Linked DNA regions of Zea mays: region 2 is linked to region 1. A link is a contact called in public Hi-C data. All regions are on one chromosome and are shown on one strand. The core of a region is the stretch at or near the end of the contact, and the rest is flanking DNA. Distances in the headings are between cores, read along the strand shown.

Region 1 (6,262 bases), core at 1,099-3,598:
TAGTAATAGGACATTGATTAACTTGATAAAAAAGAAGATATCCGATAATCCTAAGCATTGGTATAAGATTTTGTCCGAAGCTTTATGAGCTCATAGAATATCTAAACATAGTGCTACTAAAGTATCTCCTTTTGAGCTTGTCTATGGGCAGGAAGCAGCGTTGCCTGTGGAAATAAGTTTGAATGCTGTCAGGTTCGCCAGACAAAATGATCTAACTGTCCTAATTATTATAATTCAATGATGGATAATATTGATGAGGTGACCGACAAGATGGTGATAGCTTTGGGAGCAATAGAAAAGGACAAGATCATGGTAGCCAGGGCCTACAATAAGAAGGTCAAAGCAAAATCATTTCAGATAGGAGACCTGGTGTGGAAGATCATCCTGCCTCTAAGGAATAAAGACCAGAAGTTTGGGAAATGGTCGCCAAGCTGGGAGGGTCCTTACAAAGTAAAACAGGTAATGTCTGGTAACACCTATTTACTACAAACATTACAAGGCAAGGATTTACCCAAGGCTTTGAACAGGTGTTTTCTCCAGCAGTACCATCCTAGTATGTGGCAAGATGCTTAAGGAAACCGATGTAATCATATCGAGTTAAAATGCTTTTATTTTGCTCAGCTCCACCAAAAGGCAGGGGGGCATATGTTGGGCACTAAATTGAGCACCGGACGATCCGGCCCTGAGGCCGAATGGTCCGTGGTCCGGACGGTTCGCGCCTATGGGCCGGACGATCCGCGCAAGCGCAGAACAGATTAGGGTTCCGAGTTTTGTGCTACGGTTGTTTACTAGATTCGCGGGATTCGCTCGGAAATCAGTTTGTAAAGGGTCCAGTCCCCCTCCTCTATAAATAGAGAGGTATACGGTCGATTTGTAATCATCAATCGAATCAATAACACTTCTATTTCGCATTTATTTCCAGTACAATTAGGAGTAGTTCTAGTTTAGCCTCTCGATCCCCAAATTCTCCGCTTCTCTTCGACTCTACGTCGATTAGAGGAGTCAAGGTCGGCCTGCCCGAGCCTAGACAACTCTTAGGATCTCTCCTCCTCGACGGGGTCTCTCCCGGGAGCGAGATCCAGGCGCCGCCGGCGATCTTCCGCCGCCCCTGCACACGCGCGGACCGTCCGGCCGTCAGGCAGAAAATCCTAGCCTCGTGCAAGGCCGCGGACCGTCCAGCCTCTAGCCGTGGACCGTCGGCCCCTGTGCAGTCCGCCCCTGTGCAGAGAGCACCGCCGCTGGTTCGTGTTGAGTGATTGACGCCCTAAAAAGGTGTAAACACAACCCTATGCTCTAGGATGCGCACAACAACAAAGGCTTTATACCAATCAATGCCCGAAAAATTAACTATTTGTCATTATTCAGGAGGCGGGTGGTAAATAATTTGCTATGTGAGTAACTCATGTGTTAGTAACCCATGATTAAGAAGATTCCGTAAGGTAGGCAAACAGTTAAAAGCCTCTATCTTGGAGGCGTAGTGGTAGTGGGCCAGTGACATGATAAAAAGTTTATCTAGTTTATATATAGAAGCTGATGAATGTAATGACATGCCCCACTAATCGCGCGGGATGTTCCTCATCAATCCGGGGGTAGCTTTAGTTGATTGACTCGTACCAGTGGAGGGTGGAGCACATGACATGCCACCCTACCTAGTAATCCTCACTCTGCCGAGTGGCTCACAGGAGAGCATGGAGATCTGGCTGGTAGCATTCCAGATTAAGCAACGGGCGGACACTAGCATTATACTAGTAATAAAATGCCAAGCCTAGGGGGTGGTCGAAGATGAACAACACGTTCCAGATTCGGAGAAGGGGGGACAATGGCGGACGGGAGCTGCGGTGGATCTTCTAGGGGCACTTGGGCCCTCCTTCCTTGGTTTTCCAGTTGTTGTAGCAGGGGCAGGCGCCCTTGTTGCCGTAGAACCCCGGTGGCACGCAGAGGCACTTGGCGCAGCACTTGTTGCATAAGGTGAGGCAGGCCTTCCTGTACTGCGTCTTGGAGCACCGCGACCCGCACTTGGGCGAGCACTCCCAGGGATTCAGGTTGCCGCCTCCGCTTCCGCTAACACTGCCTCCGCCTCCGCCTTCACCGCCGCCGCCCTTCTTCACCTGCTGCCGCAGAGCAGACTGATCGAGGAGCAAATCGTCCGATTAGTTGTACGTACAGGAATGCAGAATGCCTAGATTTAGCTCTTGAGGTTGAGGAAAGTGAGGCTAGCGCTAGCGCATCGATCTTACCACGGGAAAAGCGACGGCGAGGAGCACGGATGCGAGCACCAGGAAGCAGATGACCTTGGTCACCATCGCTCGTCCTTGTTGGCCGCCTCCTTTGCCTGACCAAAGGTCGGGAGAAGCTCAGGGGAGGTGGGGAGAGATATTTGGGAGCGAGGGACGTCCGGTTCCACCCCGCCGTGCTTATATGGCAGACGAGGCAGGCAAGGAGGAGGAGATATTTGGGACTGGGGAGCGGCAGGCAGTGGATGACTGGAGACGGTGGTGTGGGTGGGTGGCACCGTAGCACGGTAGGACGGTGGGAGGTGAGGGCAGTTATGGCCCGGCATGTGCGGCGCCAGCGGGTGCGCAGGGCAAAGGCTGCCGAGCCATGCCAGCACGCTGGCACCTCCGCTTTACTGCCGCCCCTGCGTGCGTGGTTGGGCTCATGTCCACCTTTACTTGCTCAGCGTTCCCTTCAGACAGGTTGTTTAAACTGAAGTAGCATATAGACAAAAATATTGTAAAAGTAGTAGAATTTGGTATAGATTAAATCTAAGTTTATTTAGGGACAGATGCGGTTAGCATTTGATTTAGATATAGATGTTAAATAGACATATTTGTATTTGTTTTTACATAATAATTCTCTAAAATAGGGAAAAATTAATATTAGCAATGCTTACAAAATATACATTGTTCTAAAATCATCTAGATCTTATAATTGTAACTAATTAACTGTTATTCATAAAATATACGGCATGTATCATTATTTAAAATGTTCAATAAATTTAGTTTTAATATAACCGATGGTATTTAAATCTTAAGTTTGAGTAATATTAATAAGACTCATCATATTAATTAGTATTTAATTTTATTTATATGCTTCTAGGATTTATTTCATTTTTGTATTTCGTATCTATAATTTTATTATACTTTCTATATTTAATTATTAACACATTAATTAAAAAATTTACCTTGGTAGTTTTTACATTATATTATAGGTTTCTTCATCCGTAGTGATTTTATTATATTATAAAAAACTACCGATAAGGAAATAGATATATGTAAGTAGATATTTGAATTGAATCTAAAATTGAGATATATGTTTTATAGTAATATTTAATGTCATTCATATTTGTACTCAAGTCAGAATTAAAATATACTTCCTCCCGAGTGGATGATAGTACAGCATGGGTTGGATTCTTTTCACGATGAGGCCGCCTTGTAGATCGCGGGGCTCCCAGGGGCACATGGCCCGGCCCCGGGACCGCCAGACACCTATTTCGTTTTCTACTAGAACCGGCAGCAAACATGCGGTAGGTACCCTAGATCTCCGTTCTCGGGAGGGGGTCGGCAGGCTATTGATTTATTGTATCCGGTCTGCTTGCTAAAGCTAGTGCCTAGTACTGTTTGTTTGTGTTTAGCTATCTCGAGCAGTATGCACATCCTTAGGCTGGCTGCAGCGGTTGCCGCCAGCAGCTCCTCTTCCCTTGCATGACGTCTGCAGGGGGCCCTCCACGCGCGCAGCGCTGCCCCATGCCGAGCCCTATACCGCGTGGTCCTCTTCTCTCTCCCCCTCAATCTAGATGATCACTATTCATCCCTTACATCACTGTGTTGTGGGGCCACGAGTAATTGTTATTAGATAAAAAATTGATAGTTAATATAAAAAAATAATATTTTATAGTTGTAGTGGAGTATAGGGGGAGTATTTAGGGGAAACCGCTGCGGGAGATGAAAAAATAGGGAGAAAAATAGGGGAAAAATTTAAAGGTAACGGTTACGGATAGCCTTATACTTAGATTTTAAAGTTCACTTTATAAACGGCAAAAACTCTATTCCACGAACAGACGGTGCACAAAACAATGTAAGGCTGGCTCCAACAAGACCCTCTAAAGGGTCCTGTACCCCAAATTTAGAGGACGAGGACGTCCTCTACTCCCTCCAGCAACGTCTCTAAACGGTTCTCTAATTTTAGAGAACGTTGCTGGATCCTCTATTTGTAGAGTTTCTCTAAACGGTTCTCTATTTATTTGAATATTTTAAACAACCGGTTTAATAAAACTAAAATATGTAAAATACATTTGAGAGTATGACAAATACGTATGTATAAAAATTAAAAAATTAAAAATGTCTTTAATATATGTATTTACATATAGAGGACGTGATTTAGAGTATGTTGTTGGAGAGAAAGTAGATATAGAAGATGGAATCTTTTAGAGAAAACTGTAAATGACAGATACAGAGGAGATAGTCTAACAAAACAGAGTAGAGTGCCGCCGGAGGGTGCAAATTGCAATTCAAGTAGCTCGAGTCGTAGAGTAGTACTAGTACGAAACAAAGGGGCAAGGCCACTAGGGTCTACAGCAGTAGTACTGCATATCGTCATGGCTGTCGCTTACGTTTGGAGCAAAGCTCTGAAATTTGTGTTCAACTTGCAGCAGGCAACAATGGTGGCTCGGCAACGCCAGGCGCCTCGACGTTGTTTCAGTACTTTGCTTTCCGCTGCTCGATCTAAGCTCCAAGAAGCTACTAGATTGCTAGAATGGTAGAATTGACAAAACTGTGGACCAGAGCACACTGCGCCTGCGCAATGCTAGCCCGTTTCGCCGCGGCAGATCGCGCTAGCCCAACGCGCGGCGCCGGTGTAAACGTATCCTCGGAAGGCACCTGCTCCAACACGTTGCAGCTCTTGCTCCTGCCTCTCCATGTGACCGGTCGGCGTCGTCGTCCCCGATCCGGCGGTACCGGTCCGGTACCCATTGCCTTCAGCTTTTACCAGTACGAGTACTCTTCAGCGGCATTCGCATGTGAGCACCGCTGCGATGCTGCGCCTCGCACATGGCAACCACAGGGGCACAGGGCCCTCTCTGATTTCAAGGGCCTCTACAAAGTACTACACGTTATAGACTCTTTATACTATCGTTTTTTTAAAATTTATCGCGTGATTGAGAAGATAATAGTATTAATCTTTGCTACTATATAAGACAGTAGTGTAGACGTCCACAATACATATGGTGCACGATTCTGCCAGGAGTCGAGGGGACGCCAGGGCCCACCCGTCACAAGGTGAACTCGAGGCCGCTCCGCCACCTCACCACATTTCCCAAGCGTGCAGGGGACACCGCCCGTCATTCGCGCGCTGAGGATCTCCTACCCCGCCATCAACACCCTCCTCCATCAACGGAAGATGGTCGAGGATCCGCCCCACCCTCCTCCCCACGCCGTCGTCGATGGAAGGTGCGATCTCCTACCCCTCTGCTCCACCATCAATGCCCTCCTCCATCCCCTTCCATTGTTGCCGCTCCGCCACCACACCACGTTTCCCAAACGCGCAGATTCGAGAATCCGCCATCAACGCCGCGCCCACCCTCCTCCCCCTCTGCTCCACGATGACAGGGATATGAGGCCGCCATCAACGCCCTCCTCCCCACGCCGTCGATGGCGCGCGCAGATCCAGTCTCCTTCAGGCAACACCGCGCCATCAGCGGAATCTCCTTCCGCCATCAGCAGAAGGTGCCGAGGATCTTGGGCAAGCAGGAGAGGGGGAGAGGAGGCCAAGGACACAATCCGGCCCCTTCTGCCGGCCGCACCTCGACGGCTTCACCGTGCCCCCGCCAAATCGCGACCATGGCAAAGGAGCAGGCTGGCTAGCCCTCGGTCCGCCTCAGCCCACCGCCAGGAGAGATAAGGTAAGCCACCCACAACCGCCGCCGCCGCTGCCCTACTCCCGCCCCATCTCTCCCCCGTCCGGCCGTCGTGCTCTTAGCATTCAGAATCGGATGCTCTTCTTTGTTGGGTAGCCAGCTCGGTCGGTATGGTGAAGAGCCCGGATCTGCTCTGTCATGAGGTCTTTCGGCGGGTGTTGTCTCCCTCCTCTGCTTTCCCATAGCTGTTGTTGTAGTGGGGGTCGTGATGGGGCCGACGGCTTGGATCGGGAGGGGCTCTCCTAGATCTGCGCAGAGGAGGGACAACAATGCGTGCCTCTTCTTCGATTTGATTCGTTCCCAGTGTTCTTATGCGACCATTTTCTCTTAAATCGCCATTTCACC
Region 2 (6,262 bases), core at 1,795-4,294, 150 kb after region 1:
CGCCCTTCCCGTTGTCGTCGCCACCTTTGCAGTCGCCCTTGCCGTCATCTCCTTTGTCATCGCCGTCAGCGCCGCTGCCGCCGCCTTCGCCACCGTCGCCATCGCCGCTGCCCTCGTCACCATCGTCGCCACTGCCTTTGCCATCGTCATCGCCACTGCTGTCGTCGCCCTTGCTGCTGTCGACCTCGCTGTCGCTCCACTCCTAGTCAGAGGAGTCCTCCACCTCCTCCGAGATGTTCGACCCACCGAGCCCCACGCGCTCGATGGATCACTAGTATGCCCGCGCTGCGACGGACAGTCCCATAGAGTCATCCGAGTTTTCGAACGACGCCACGGGGGACGCCGGGGCAGGCGAGCGATCATATTTGGAGGTGACCTCCTCCGAGTACTCTGAGTCCCCGTAGTCCTCCGAGGGAGGACTTAGGGCACGCTTGCACTTCCCGTCAGCACGATGGGGCCATCTCTTACCTTTCTTGCCTCCGACCATGGTCGTGCAGAAGGAGGGGAAGTGAAGAGGAAAGAGAAGGCAAGTGATCAAGAACGAGTGGAGAAAGTAGCTGGGCCGGGCGGGCTATTTAAAGAGGCTAGGAGGCGACCGTCCACTTCCTACCCCGCTCACCGAACAGTCGCAAGAATTCAATAATCAATTCAAACCGCCTGGAAATGAGTCAAGCGTTTGGCGCCGTTTCGCGTAACATGGCACCGGGTGGAATCAAGTCAATCGCTCAGGCAAAGTATTACACCTCTCCATCATGTCAAGTTACTACTTTGGGACAACGCGATAGACACCTTTTACTGGGCACACACCCTTTGGGCACACCCATTGGGTGTACCGCCAAGATTCTTCAAGATTTTCTGAAGCGATGATACTGGCAACATATACGCAATGAATATACCGCGACAAAGGGGAAGACCGGCTAAAATGGGAGGAAGTCCAAATGTGGTTACCAAAGCACAAGTCCAATCAGCAGAGGCATTAAAGTACGCAGCCGAGTGGTGTCTAGCCTAGGGCTCCCTGTTTTGACTAGCTGGATCCCCAACTTGTCACCGATCAAATTGATTCCAGACCAAACAAGAAACGGACAGACGTCGTCACTGGGTTATCCCAAAAAATCATTTCAAAAGAATAAGATGAAGACCTTTGAATTAATTATTTCAAAAATCAACTCCAAACTCGGGGGCTACACCCATTGGGTGCACCTCCGGTGCACCCAATGGATTCACAATACTTTGGAACCAAGTGCTGATTTCAAAAGCATAAGAAGAAGACCTTTGAATTGATTATTTCAAAATCAACTCAAAGCTTGGGGGCTACACCCACTGGGTGCACCTTCGGTGCACCCAACGGATTCACAATACTTTGGAGCCAAGTGCTGATCTCAAAAGCATAAGATGAAGACCTTTGAATTGATTATTTCAAAATCAACTCAAAGCTCGGGAGCTACACCCAATGGGTGCACCTAAGGTGCACCCCATGGAGTTACAAACATTTCAAGTCATACGATGAGCCCATAAGCAAGGACCATGAACCTTTGAATCGATTATTTCAAAATCAACTGAAAGATTGGTGGCTTGTGGGGGATAGATATCCCCCGGGTCCACTTGAAGGCAAAAACTCCGCTTGGGGCCACATGCTAGTCGCCCCGCAAGAACGCCGCGTCGTGGGCCGGGCAAAGATAATGGTGGAAATTGGCCGACCCCAGGAAGGCGATGGGCTCACGCCCGGATTACTCGTGGCTTGGGCGTGATCTCGTTGAAGCTGTTCGCTTTTCCCGCGCCAGACATCCTCGAACACCGGGGATAGCTCGAAACGGAGGTGCCGGGTTTTCTTCGGGATTAGCGAAGTCTGGTCGCTATTAGCTAGGAGATAAGCTAGAAGAGTGTGATCAGCATGTACGCGGGAAGCGCCCTACGGTCATGTAAATAAGGCCTAGGGCGATCCCCGTCACTTTCATCTCATTAGCACCTCACCATTCGGTAGACACCACTTGTAAACACCCCCCTCATACAAAGTCACCCCAGGAAATAGGGTATTACGCTCCTCAAGTGGCCCGAACCTGCTGAAAATCGCTTGACTCTCTCTCTCTCTCATGCCCCCGGTACGAACCATCGAGTTACAATCCACGACACCGTCCTACTCAAAAGCACCGATAGTAACCTATTAGGTCACATTAGCTTAACCTAACTATGTCACGGTGATTATAAAGATAATTATTAGGTAAAGAAAGTGATTAATGACACTACTTGCCTTTTACTTGCGATTCCAGGTACTTCTCCAAAGTTGGGCGTTAAATTCCTGTCACCTCGCTTGTACTCATAGCCATACATACAATGTAGCATATAATGGATATGGTAACATTACACCAAAGCATATGAACAAACTGTGTAAGAATATTCTACGCGCTGCTATGATATCATAGGTTTGAGAACCACTACAATCAGTGTTATGGTTGAAAACATATGGTTTTATAAAGTTCTTAGGTGATTAAATAGTAAAAATATATTCTATGTTAACTAATATAATTCATGTGAGAAAGGTACAGAAATAACTAAGTTAACCTTAATACCAACTATAACTTGATTAGATATCATATTTTAGTTAGATTATAGATAGATCAAACCAAAATGACATATTAACATGGATTTCAAAAGTTATTCTACTGAACATAGGTTTAAACAAATTAGTTATATTTTTTGAAAATAGGCTAAATGATAAAATAAAGTTATTAAAGTGTAGGCAAATTCATTACGAAGATTACGTAACTTGAACGGATAAAAACGGAGTTAAAATGGATGAGATATGGATTAAACAAGTTTCTAGGTAGTTTGTTATTAAATTTATACCTAAAAATAACTTCCAGGGTTTAATTTGCAAAGTCCCAGTTTATTTTTATTTATTTTAATCAGTAAATGGACGGTGGGTTGTTTTTAAGAGAACTTGGGGTTTCTTTTGCAAGATGTTTAGGCCGAAGGGGTATCGGTTGATCTGCGTCGTCAGATCGAAAACTAGTGGCGCATATTAGAACGTCCCACTTAATAAACAGGCACGTGACCGGGACCGCCAGATCCTAGACCTACGGGCTACGGCTTAGATCGATAGCTCACATCACACCAGACCAAACCGATTTTCTATTTCTAATCTCAAACATCCAATACCAGATCAACGATCACGACTTCACCTCCTTTATTCTCTCTCATCGTCTACCCCATACACAGCGGTGCGGCGCCCCTTCCACGACAGTGCCATGCATAGCCGGGGGTTGGCTATGAGTTCCCCATTGAACCACCTTCGAATCTAAATCGTGCTACGCGTTGTTGAGACTAAGGCAAGTAGGTCTAGGGCCTTCTTACCGGAGTCAGGATGTCAGGGTACCCCGCTGACGTGTTCCGCGGCTCGACGGTGAAAAGCATGCTCCGTCGAGCAAGTGCTCCACGCTGGATCACCCTCCGTCCAAGTGCACTATGCTCCCGCCATCGGTGCATACCAGTGAACGACCTCGCCCATGCTCCGATGTCTAGCTGCAGCAGACCTTATTTTCAACGGTGGCATTGTTTCTTCAACTCCGGCGATTGATCTTGGCTGCACTAGTCACCCAACCAGCACAGGAAGACCTTATAAACGCGCGGCGTGCACCAGCGACCACACCTAACCGCACCCCGAGGACAAGTCTGCGACATAGCGTGATGTCGACATGTCGTCGACGTCGTCCCTTTTCTATCTTCTTTCTCTGATCTCTTGGTGGTTGCTGGTGTCTACATGGACTTGTGAACGGGGTGCAAGGGCTCATATTTATAAGGAGAAATTTGCTATTTTGCCACTCTCAATTTTGGCTGCCTGTTATTATGCCAAATGATAATGGCAAAATTGTCAATGGCTCGCTGGCGTGGGGGCTATGCGGCGCAGGCCGCGGGGGTGAAGGGCGTGGGCCAGGGGCACTGCGGCTTGCGGGTCTAGGCCATGGGGAGCGGCGAGCGGGCCGAGTGGCCGGCTTGGGCTGCTCGGTGGTTTTCCTTTTACCTCTTTTATTTCTCTCTCTTTTCCTTATCCTTTTTATTTTCATTTATTTAATTTTGAACTCGAGAGCACTCACAAATTAAATGAATGTTCATCAAACATATGCATCAAGCTAAAGAAATAAAATATGAGCTCCGGCATGATGCAACATTTCATAACTCCTCACTACCGGAATTTGGCTCTTTGCCGAGTGCCAAATTCTTTGCCGAGTGTTTTATTTCGGGCACTCGGCAAAGAGCTCTTTGCCGAGTGCCACACAAAAAACACTCGGTAAAAGAAAACACTCGGCGAAGAAGCTCTTTGCCGAGTGTTTTATTTTTGACACTCGGCAAAGAGTTTCTTTGCCGAGTGTCTTTTTTTGACACTCGGCAAAGAACTCTTTGCCGAGTGTCACAAATACAACACTCGGCAAAGAGCTCTTTGCCGAGTGTTTTTTCTCCAACACTAGGCAAAGACAATTTAAAAATCACATTTTAAAGTAGTAAATTAATTCAAATGAAAAAGTTTTCAACTACAAATTTGTATAACTCATCATGATGTACAATTTATATATTGAACATTTCTTCATATGACAAAATAAAAATAAATTTGTTCATAAAACCTATATCTCTCGTAGTTTATGAAACTACGAGAGAGACGTATAGAATTTGTGCATATTGTTAGAACCATCATCTGAGATAAACAAATTACCAAACAACCAAAATAAACTTTGTAGATCTTGAGAAGTTATAGAAGTTTATAGTTGACAACTTTTTCATTTAAAGTCATATTGTCAACGAAAACTACGTCTGAATTTAAAAAATTTAAAATTTGAATTTTGAAAACGACTTCGAAAGGAAAAACCACCAACATGAAAGTTGTAGGTATTGAAGAGTTATGAAACTTTGTAGTTGACAATGTTTTAGTTTGAAATCATCTTGGTATGCAAAACTATGTTTGAATTTTAAAATTTGAATTTTTCAAACTGTCTCGGATGGAAAAAACACCAAAATAAAAGTTGTAGGTCTTGAAATGTAATGAAACTTTGTAGTTGACAATTTTTTGATTTGAAATCATCTTATCATTGAAAATTTCGTGTGAAGTTTTTAAATTTAAAATTCAAATTTTATAAACGGTCTCGGATGTAGAAACTATTAAAATAAAACTTTTAGATCTCAAAAAGTTATGCAACTTTATAGTTGGTCACATTTTCAAATGAACTCATTTAGCGTCTTAAATAATCAAATTACTCTCGATTTGTTATAGTACATGGGGAATGGAAACGTAATATAAACATAATTGGTGTAGTAGTGTAGTGGTATAAGAGGGTATGCGCGAGAGAGAGGTTGCGAGTTCGAATCTCACCATTTACAAAACATATAAGTTTGATTCAAAATAATAGTGAAAAATGATAGAGCAACGGGTAAGGTAATAGGGTAGGGTTGGAGAGTTGTTCCTATAATTTAAAAAATGTTTTGCTGTTTTTTTTAATTTTTTCGATTCTTAATTTGTCGAGTGTTTTTCTTTGCCGAGTGCTTTTTGGCACTCGGCAAAGTCTTTGCCGAGTGTCCGAAAAAAAGCACTCGGCAAAGAACCCTTTGCCGATAAAATCTTTGCCGAGTGTTCTTTGCCGAGTGTTACACTCGGCAAAGCCTTTGCCGAGTGTAAAATAGCCTTTGCCGAGTGTCTTAGACACTCGGCAAAGAACGCGATTCCGGTAGTGCCTATAGGATTTTATTATTACATGGAACCAAAATAATATTCTCCACTCCTTTGAGAAAAAAAGAGAGAAGAGGGTAAGGAGAAAAGAAGGTAACACCTGAATTTTCATGGGCGTTAAGAAATTTTTATACCCAAAATTCAGGGTGTTACAATTACAAACTTGTCCTAAGATACTGTACATAGAGACTATATGATCCTATAGGGGCACCATCGTCTCTTCCCCTTATTCTTCATTGACATGTTCATAAGCGCCTTAACCGTGGAGCCAAAACTCTTAGCCTTGCTTTGTGTACGCGCCGTTCAAACAAAGGTTCTGAATGAAGTTGTATTTTGTTATCTCTTTGAAGCACATGAAACAGACTTCGAAACAGTTGGTAACTCTATAATTTGAGGAGCTTCGGTAGGAGAAGACCCAACATTTTTCACAGTTATTCTAAACTACATAATGGTTGGAGCTTATCTCATACCATATACATGGTGCATCTTTTCATTCATCTGCCTAAGTTGTAAGTGAAAGAATGACCTCATCCATAAGACATAGATCAC

Evidence for each region. A called contact is a pair of places that touch in the nucleus more often than the background predicts.
Region 2: a contact with region 1 is called in a Hi-C map of ear, with 2.4 times the contacts expected there. The contact joins the enhancer-like site here to the promoter of LOC100282417 in region 1. A contact is called at or near these places in 4 of 25 Hi-C or Micro-C datasets (ear, endosperm and tassel).

What each region holds. Positions count from the first base shown.
Region 1 is chr9:35,150,936-35,157,197 of Zm-B73-REFERENCE-NAM-5.0, forward strand. LOC100282417 reads right to left here and starts at 2,349. Exons shown (of 2, transcript NM_001155328.2): 1 at 2,238-2,349; 2 at 1,498-2,126. The coding sequence starts at 2,303. The coding sequence ends at 1,848.
Region 2 is chr9:35,296,612-35,302,873 of Zm-B73-REFERENCE-NAM-5.0, forward strand. No RefSeq gene overlaps it. Among protein-coding and RNA genes, the nearest start is that of LOC103638238, 140 kb to the left of the region's middle. Within about 2 kb of position 3,045, at least 16 of the 20 cell types and tissues checked have an H3K27ac peak or open chromatin away from gene starts, as enhancers often do. A contact at or near this core is called in ear and tassel, where this site is marked.